2 separate regions of the Mus musculus genome follow, and region 2 is linked to region 1. Evidence: chromatin contacts called from public HiChIP or PLAC-seq data. All regions are on one chromosome and are shown on one strand. Each heading gives the region's core, a stretch centred on a gene start, on an enhancer-like site or on the middle of the called end of the contact. The rest is flanking DNA. Distances are from core to core; before and after follow the strand shown.

Region 1 (3,010 bases), core at 409-2,908:
GACAGGCACAGGGGTTCACAGTACTTAGAACAAGCCACGTGCAGGAGGAGTTGACAATGTCCTTTTCAAGTGAGGGACAAGGGCATAGTGGTAGGGAGGAGACTGAGGTACGGTTTAGGCCATCCACCCACTCAGACCCCACAGCGCCTCCCAAAGGTCTGTCCTCGCCTTAACCTTGTGGCCCCACTAGGACTCACCATGGTTGCTCTGTGGGCACCTTGGCATCTGGGGTACTAGGCTCCACAGCATTCTCTTGGACTCGGGCTCTCAGGGCCCGTGCCTGGGCTCCCAACTTCCGTGCCCGCCTCAGGCAGGACTGGAGCTCAGAGACGGAGTCCTCTGAGGGGATCTGGGGACATAGGCACTGTCAGTTCTGCAAATTCCGCATGCCCCTGCCCACAGCCCACCCTCAGTCCAGCCTTCTTACCTTGCCCGGCTGTTGACCAACATAAACAGTTGTACTCTTTGTTCGCTTGACGGGGGATGGGCAAACGGGGGAGCCAGGGTCAGCTGGAGGGCTAGGGTCAGCTGGAGGGCTGGGCTCAGCTGGGGAACTGGGCTCAGGCAGAGAACTGGGGCAGGAGTCCTGGCGATTAAGAAGGCACAGAACAATAAACTGGGGGTGGGAAGGGGTACCTGCTCCCTGCTGAGCCAGAACTAGGGTATCAGTTCACTCGACTCGGAGGGCAGGAGTCAGGCGCTAGGGGGTGCCTGTCTATGGAGATGCTTGATGAAGCAGTTAGGAAAGATCCACCTGGTCTGTCCAGTCTTGAAGCAGCTCGCAGGCCTGGCCCTCCAGGGCCCTCTCTCCATTTCAGGAACTCCAGCTCAATTCTTTTTTTTTTAAAGGTTTATTTGTTTATTTATATGTATATGAATACACTGTAGCTGTATTGATGGTTGTGAGCTGTCATGTGGTTGCTGGGAATTTGAATTTAGGATCTCTGTTTGCTCTGGTTGACCTCTCTCACTTCAGCTTGGCCCTGCTCACTCCTACTTAAAGATTTATTTATTATTATATGTAAGTACACGGTAGCTGTCTTCAGACACCCTAGAAGAGGGCATCAGATCTCACTACAGATGGCTGTGAGCCACCATGTGGTTGCTGGGATTTGAACTCAGGACCTTCGGAAGAGCAGTCAGTGCTCTTAACCGCTGAGCCATCTCTCCAGCCCTCAATTCTTTGCATAACCCCCACACCACCACAATTCACCCCCGCCAGCTGCGGCCTCCCCGGAAGCCCAGGTACCCTCTGCCTACGTCAGCAATGCCCTGGGGAGAGGAAAAAGCGCCCAGCCTGCTCGCGACTCTATTCCTCCAGTCCTCTGCCTCGGCGCCCGAGAACCTGGTTCTCTTGTCCTAACCAAGGGTCCTCTGGGGGGACTCCCGCGCGCTCCTTACCAATCCAGGCAGCCGTAACCTCCGGCGCGCGAGCGGCGCGGGCTGGTCACTCCCGGGTTCGGCTGGGGGCCGGGCGCGCTTGCGGCTGCTGCTCCGGGTGAACGCAGGAGCCACGAGGCCACCAGGGCTCGGGGTGAGACAGATCGACTTGGCCCGCGGAGTCGTAAGGCCAGGGCGACGGCACGCATAGAAATCGGTAACACGACTTTGCGCCATGGCGCCAAAAAGGTAGTTCCCGCGGATTCCGCGCAACTTTCGCGGCTTCAGCCTCGCCCCGCCCAGGCCGTACCACCACGCACAGTTCTGGGAGGGGGGAAATGTGCGCGCTCCGGGGCATGCGCGCTAGTAGGCACCAAGAGACGCATGCGCCATGCCGGGCCACCACCCCCGCGGCAGCTTTGGATTGAGGACCGAGAATGGGAGCGGCCGGGGCTGGAGGGTTGGGGGCAGGAGACTATTTGACTCCTGTGCGCTGGCGCGCTGGCGTGCAGCGTAGTACATCCGCGATCCGCGTGGTTTCCGCGGGCTGCGGGGCTGTGGTGCGTAAGGTTCTCAAAGCCACTTGGCGCGCGGTGTGGACAGCGGCGGCTGCGGCCCTGACAGCTCTTGGCCCAGCAAAGAGGCAATCACGTGAAAGGAGACACTTCTGCTCCTGTTGTTCCCATTTACAAAATACTAGCCCGGTCTCCAAGGCTAGCCAAGTAGCTGGGTCTGAGTCACACGCAACTGCTGAGTGTCCGGTCCCATGAGCGAGATGAGTACCCAGGACGACTCATGCCGCCGAACCGGCTCCAAAAGCATCTCATTTTCCTAGCCACATCCGGGCTAAGGACTGCAGAGGTTGGAGTTACGCCTTGGCAGGAAGCGGCCTAGAAGCATGGGAAAATTCAGAGAGGCCACGCAGGTCTGCTTTCCTCATCAGATGGCAGTCACCCACCCAATGCTCCCAACTCCTGGAGGAAGTGGCCATGCAGACAGTATGATCATTTTGGGCAAAGGTGGCTCTCATGAGGGTGAGGGGACAGTGGAGAAGCAGGAACTGGGAAACCTGGATAGCAGCTGTAAGCACACGCTGCACCGAAGGAGATTTCTCAGGAAGTGGGATCATGCACAGTCCAGCGCATCAGGCTAAACTGCATCTGCAGCTGTGAAGTAAAGGACCAAGATTTAGAAGTTTGGAGACTTGGTTGCTCCTACCTCCTGAGTGTACTACACCCTGGAGCCTCATGGCCAGCCATAGTAACCATTCTACATCCCTGCCAAGTTGGCCTTTGGGAGGGCACAGCCTTGGAACCCTGCGGGAATTCTTGGTTTGGCCCAGTGACAAGACAAAGCCAGCTGCCTCCTGATCGAAGCTGATTAGATAAGTGACACATGGCTGAGCTAATCCGATGTTCTAGGATCAGAGAGTGCTCTGGTATACTAGTGATCCCCCATAATGTAAGACAGCAAGCAAACAGGAAGTTCCAGAGGCATCAAGCCTAACACAGCCGCTTGAGCGTTTGGGAATAGAGTCCCTTTCTTTGATATTTGCAGCCATGAGGAATGCGGCCCATGCCTCTGGGCATGCCCATGAGGGATTTTCTAGTTGAGGCTAATTAAAGTGGGA
Region 2 (2,958 bases), core at 107-2,606, 300 kb before region 1:
TCCCAGCTCTTGGGAGTCAGAGGCAGGTGGATTTCTGAGTTCGAGGCCAGCCTGGTCTACAGAGTGAGTTCCAGGACAGCCAGGGCTACACAGAGAAACCCTGTCTCGAAAAACCAAACAAACAAAAAAGGTGGGCCTGCAGAACACGCCCCTGTGCAGAACGGGCTGGCAGAGAAGGTTCTGTTCCCTCCGGCCCTTCCCCTCAGGGTGAGGAGAAGCTGTCTCCTGTCATAGCAGCTCTTCCTCCCGCCCACGCCCAGTCTCTCAGGCACCTTTCCAGAACCATCTGGCCCCCTCCAGAGGCAGGATCTCCACTGGCACCCCAGTTATCTCGTGACCAGTCCCTGCACTAGAATTAACATCCCCAAGGAGGCCCCCCAGTTTGCTGGGAGCCCCGTTTCTCTGGGCTGTGTGGGCAGGCAGTCAATAGGGGGTTCCCCACATGGCCAGACTCAGACTTAGCCATCCCCGTTCCACCCCCTCATTCTGATCATCTTTTGTGTAGACAGTAGTCGCTCATGCGATGTTCAAACTGATGCTTTCTTCAGATGACATCAAGGCAAGTCCTGTCCTACCTCATCATAGTAAACAGAAGGAGGTCAGGAACCATGCATGGGTACGATTTCCAGAGGGACACGAAACAGAACTATTAAGGCCAGTGCTGGCTGGCCTTCTCTGGCCACATAGCTGCTAATGTTCGGCTCCTACCCACAGGGTTTGAAAAGTGGGTGGTCAACCTGCTCACTTGCCCTCTGAGGTTTTCCTAAAGCTCAGCCAGGGTCCTGCTGGTGAGCTCACCCCCTGACACCCTGTAGCATGGGGACTGGAAGCAGGGTCTGGACATTTGTGTGTTTGTGCATATGTGCATGTATACATACAAGCATGCATTGCCCCATTCTGCGATCACCCCTCCCCCACAGGGCACCTACATCACTGATGAAGTTGGCAATGTCAGATGGGCTGGTGGGAAGCACTCGATGTGGCTGTGGCACATAGCTGAAGGGGGCATCCCTGCGCAGGGGTGGCCTGCCCAAAGAGCGACTTGTGGCCCTCGGCTCCACTGGGTGGCGCAGCTGGTTTATGTCGTACGCATCCTGTGTGCATAGTAAACAGCTAAGGTCAGAGAAGGGACCTCCTGGTTGCCAGAGGATCTTCTAGGAGGCTGCTGGACATTCTGGGACCCCTTTCCAGGGTTCCGTGTGTCTAAGCCACCACTCCTCTCCTTACCTGGTCCTCCTCCCCGCCTCCTTGCTCATCATAGTTAAGGATGTTGTCCCGAAGGTCCTCTTGTAGGCCATGCAACAGACTCTTGCCCCGGGAATGCCCCCGGAACCGTGTGCGGAGCGCGGCAAGCAGGATGAGAACTGGAGGCACGAGAGACTGGCTGGAGTGTGGGCGCTTAAAGGACGCAGGGTGGGGAAGGGACCCAGAACAAAGGGTGGGGCCAAGGACCTTCACTCACCTAGTAAGACCACGGTGCTGGCCAGCACAATGACCAGTGCCCCCAAGCTGACGCCTACACCTCCTCCTCGAAGCGCGGCAGCCCCGGGCAGGCAAGTGCCATCCGACCCACAGCGACACACGGTGACGTTCAGCGTTTGCTCTCGCTGCTGGGGTGGCTCCCCAGAGTCCTGGAGTAGCAGGCTCAGGCGATGCAGGCCCTCGGAGACCTGATGTCGGAGCCGCAAGCGTGCATGGCTCACTGTAGAAGGCGCAGCGTGGTCAGCTGAAGCTCCAGGTTAACCCCGCTTCCGCCCAGAGAGTACCTGAGTCACTGGGTATCAGTTTCCCCATCTACCCATTGGATACTGTGGAAACGAATCCCAGCCCGGGCAAGGGAGGGGGGGGGCGGGGGCGGAGAATGTAGTCATGGCGATACATTGTATCGGCCTGTCTCTTGGGTCTCAGGGTTGCGGAGCTGAGAGAGTGGGGGAGGGCGTGGGGGGAGCGCACCGTTAATCTGGCTGACGCTCCAGTTCCGGCCCAGATCTGGTACTCTGGGGTTCAGCTGGAAGTGGAAAGGGGCCCCGTGTGGGGGCAGGTCCTCATCCGTGGCACCCAAGAGGAGGCCAGGGCCCTGGTCTGGTTCACTGCACAGGCTGCCAGATGGAGGAAGAGCCAGTGCAGGGGCATGGTCGTTGACTTCTAGGATCTCGATGGACAGGGTGCCTGTGGCTGTGCTAGGAGGAATGGCTGGAAGAAGGGAGAGCGAATAAGTTCGAGCCCCACCCACAAGCTACCCTGTCAGTTGTCCACTTAAGGGAGCAGCGGGCTATGGGACAAAGACAACACCCACTTCCCCTCACCATTGTCCAGGGCTAGGATGATGGCTCTGTACCAGCCGTCCTTCAAAAAGGGTGAAGCAGGGCTCAGCACTCGCTGGGTCTGGATCCTGCCTGTGGCCCCGTCCACTTGCAGCCAGTCTTCTGGGTCGTAGTCTTTGGAGTAGCTATTGGTGGGGAGGGGAGGAGAGGGATAAGGCTCACCCAAGATGCCTAGACATGGGGTCCCATAGCATATATGCAAACACATATTACTATCACATACCCATATGTGACCTGGGGTTGGCCAGCATTCAGCCTTTGAGGACCCCCAGCCCCAACTAACGTTTTTTTTTTAATTATTTCCATTTTATATTTCAACATTTTTAAAACTTATTTATTTGCATGTGTGTGCACATGTGTGTGCACATGTGTGAGCACCATGACATACAAGAGAGCAAAGGGCATGGAGGAATTGAGTCTCTCCTCTGACCAGGTGCGTTCCAGGAAATGACCTTAGGTGGGCAAGCTTGGTGGTAAGCGCCTTAACCACTGAGCCATCTTGCCAGCTACCACCACCCCAAGCTGGTTATTAACCCAACTGCACATGATCAATAATGTGCCCATAATATTGATCATGCTGCTGCCCAGATCAATAATCAGAGGCTACCTAAGAACTGTCTTGGACTATGTGCCC

The links. HiChIP or PLAC-seq counts read pairs in DNA pulled down with a chosen protein or histone mark.
Region 2: a contact with region 1 is called in an H3K27ac HiChIP or PLAC-seq map of SST interneurons, with 8 times the contacts expected there. The contact joins the enhancer-like site here to the promoter of Cdt1 in region 1. A contact is called at or near these places in 2 of 39 promoter capture datasets (cranial neural crest and neural stem cells), 1 of 484 Hi-C or Micro-C datasets (muscle stem cells), 14 of 115 datasets of contacts at active chromatin or transcription factors (the 230-238 cell line, DN3 thymocytes, the SCID.adh cell line and 9 more) and 2 of 9 other capture datasets (adipose tissue and liver).

Annotation. Positions count from the first base shown.
Region 1 is chr8:122,566,663-122,569,672 of GRCm38.p6, reverse strand. It overlaps Cdt1 (chromatin licensing and DNA replication factor 1), which reads right to left and starts at 1,658. Exons shown (of 10, transcript NM_026014.3): 1 at 1,402-1,658; 2 at 428-586; 3 at 198-349. The coding sequence starts at 1,617.
Region 2 is chr8:122,863,734-122,866,691 of GRCm38.p6, reverse strand. Cdh15 (cadherin 15) reads right to left here. Exons shown (of 14, transcript NM_007662.2): 9 at 2,307-2,449; 10 at 1,954-2,193; 11 at 1,463-1,702; 12 at 1,228-1,364; 13 at 930-1,094. Among named protein-coding and RNA genes, the nearest start is that of Gm39273, 5.2 kb to the left of the region's middle. Within about 2 kb of position 1,356, at least 20 of the 459 cell types and tissues checked have an H3K27ac peak or open chromatin away from gene starts, as enhancers often do. A contact at or near this core is called in SST interneurons, where this site is marked.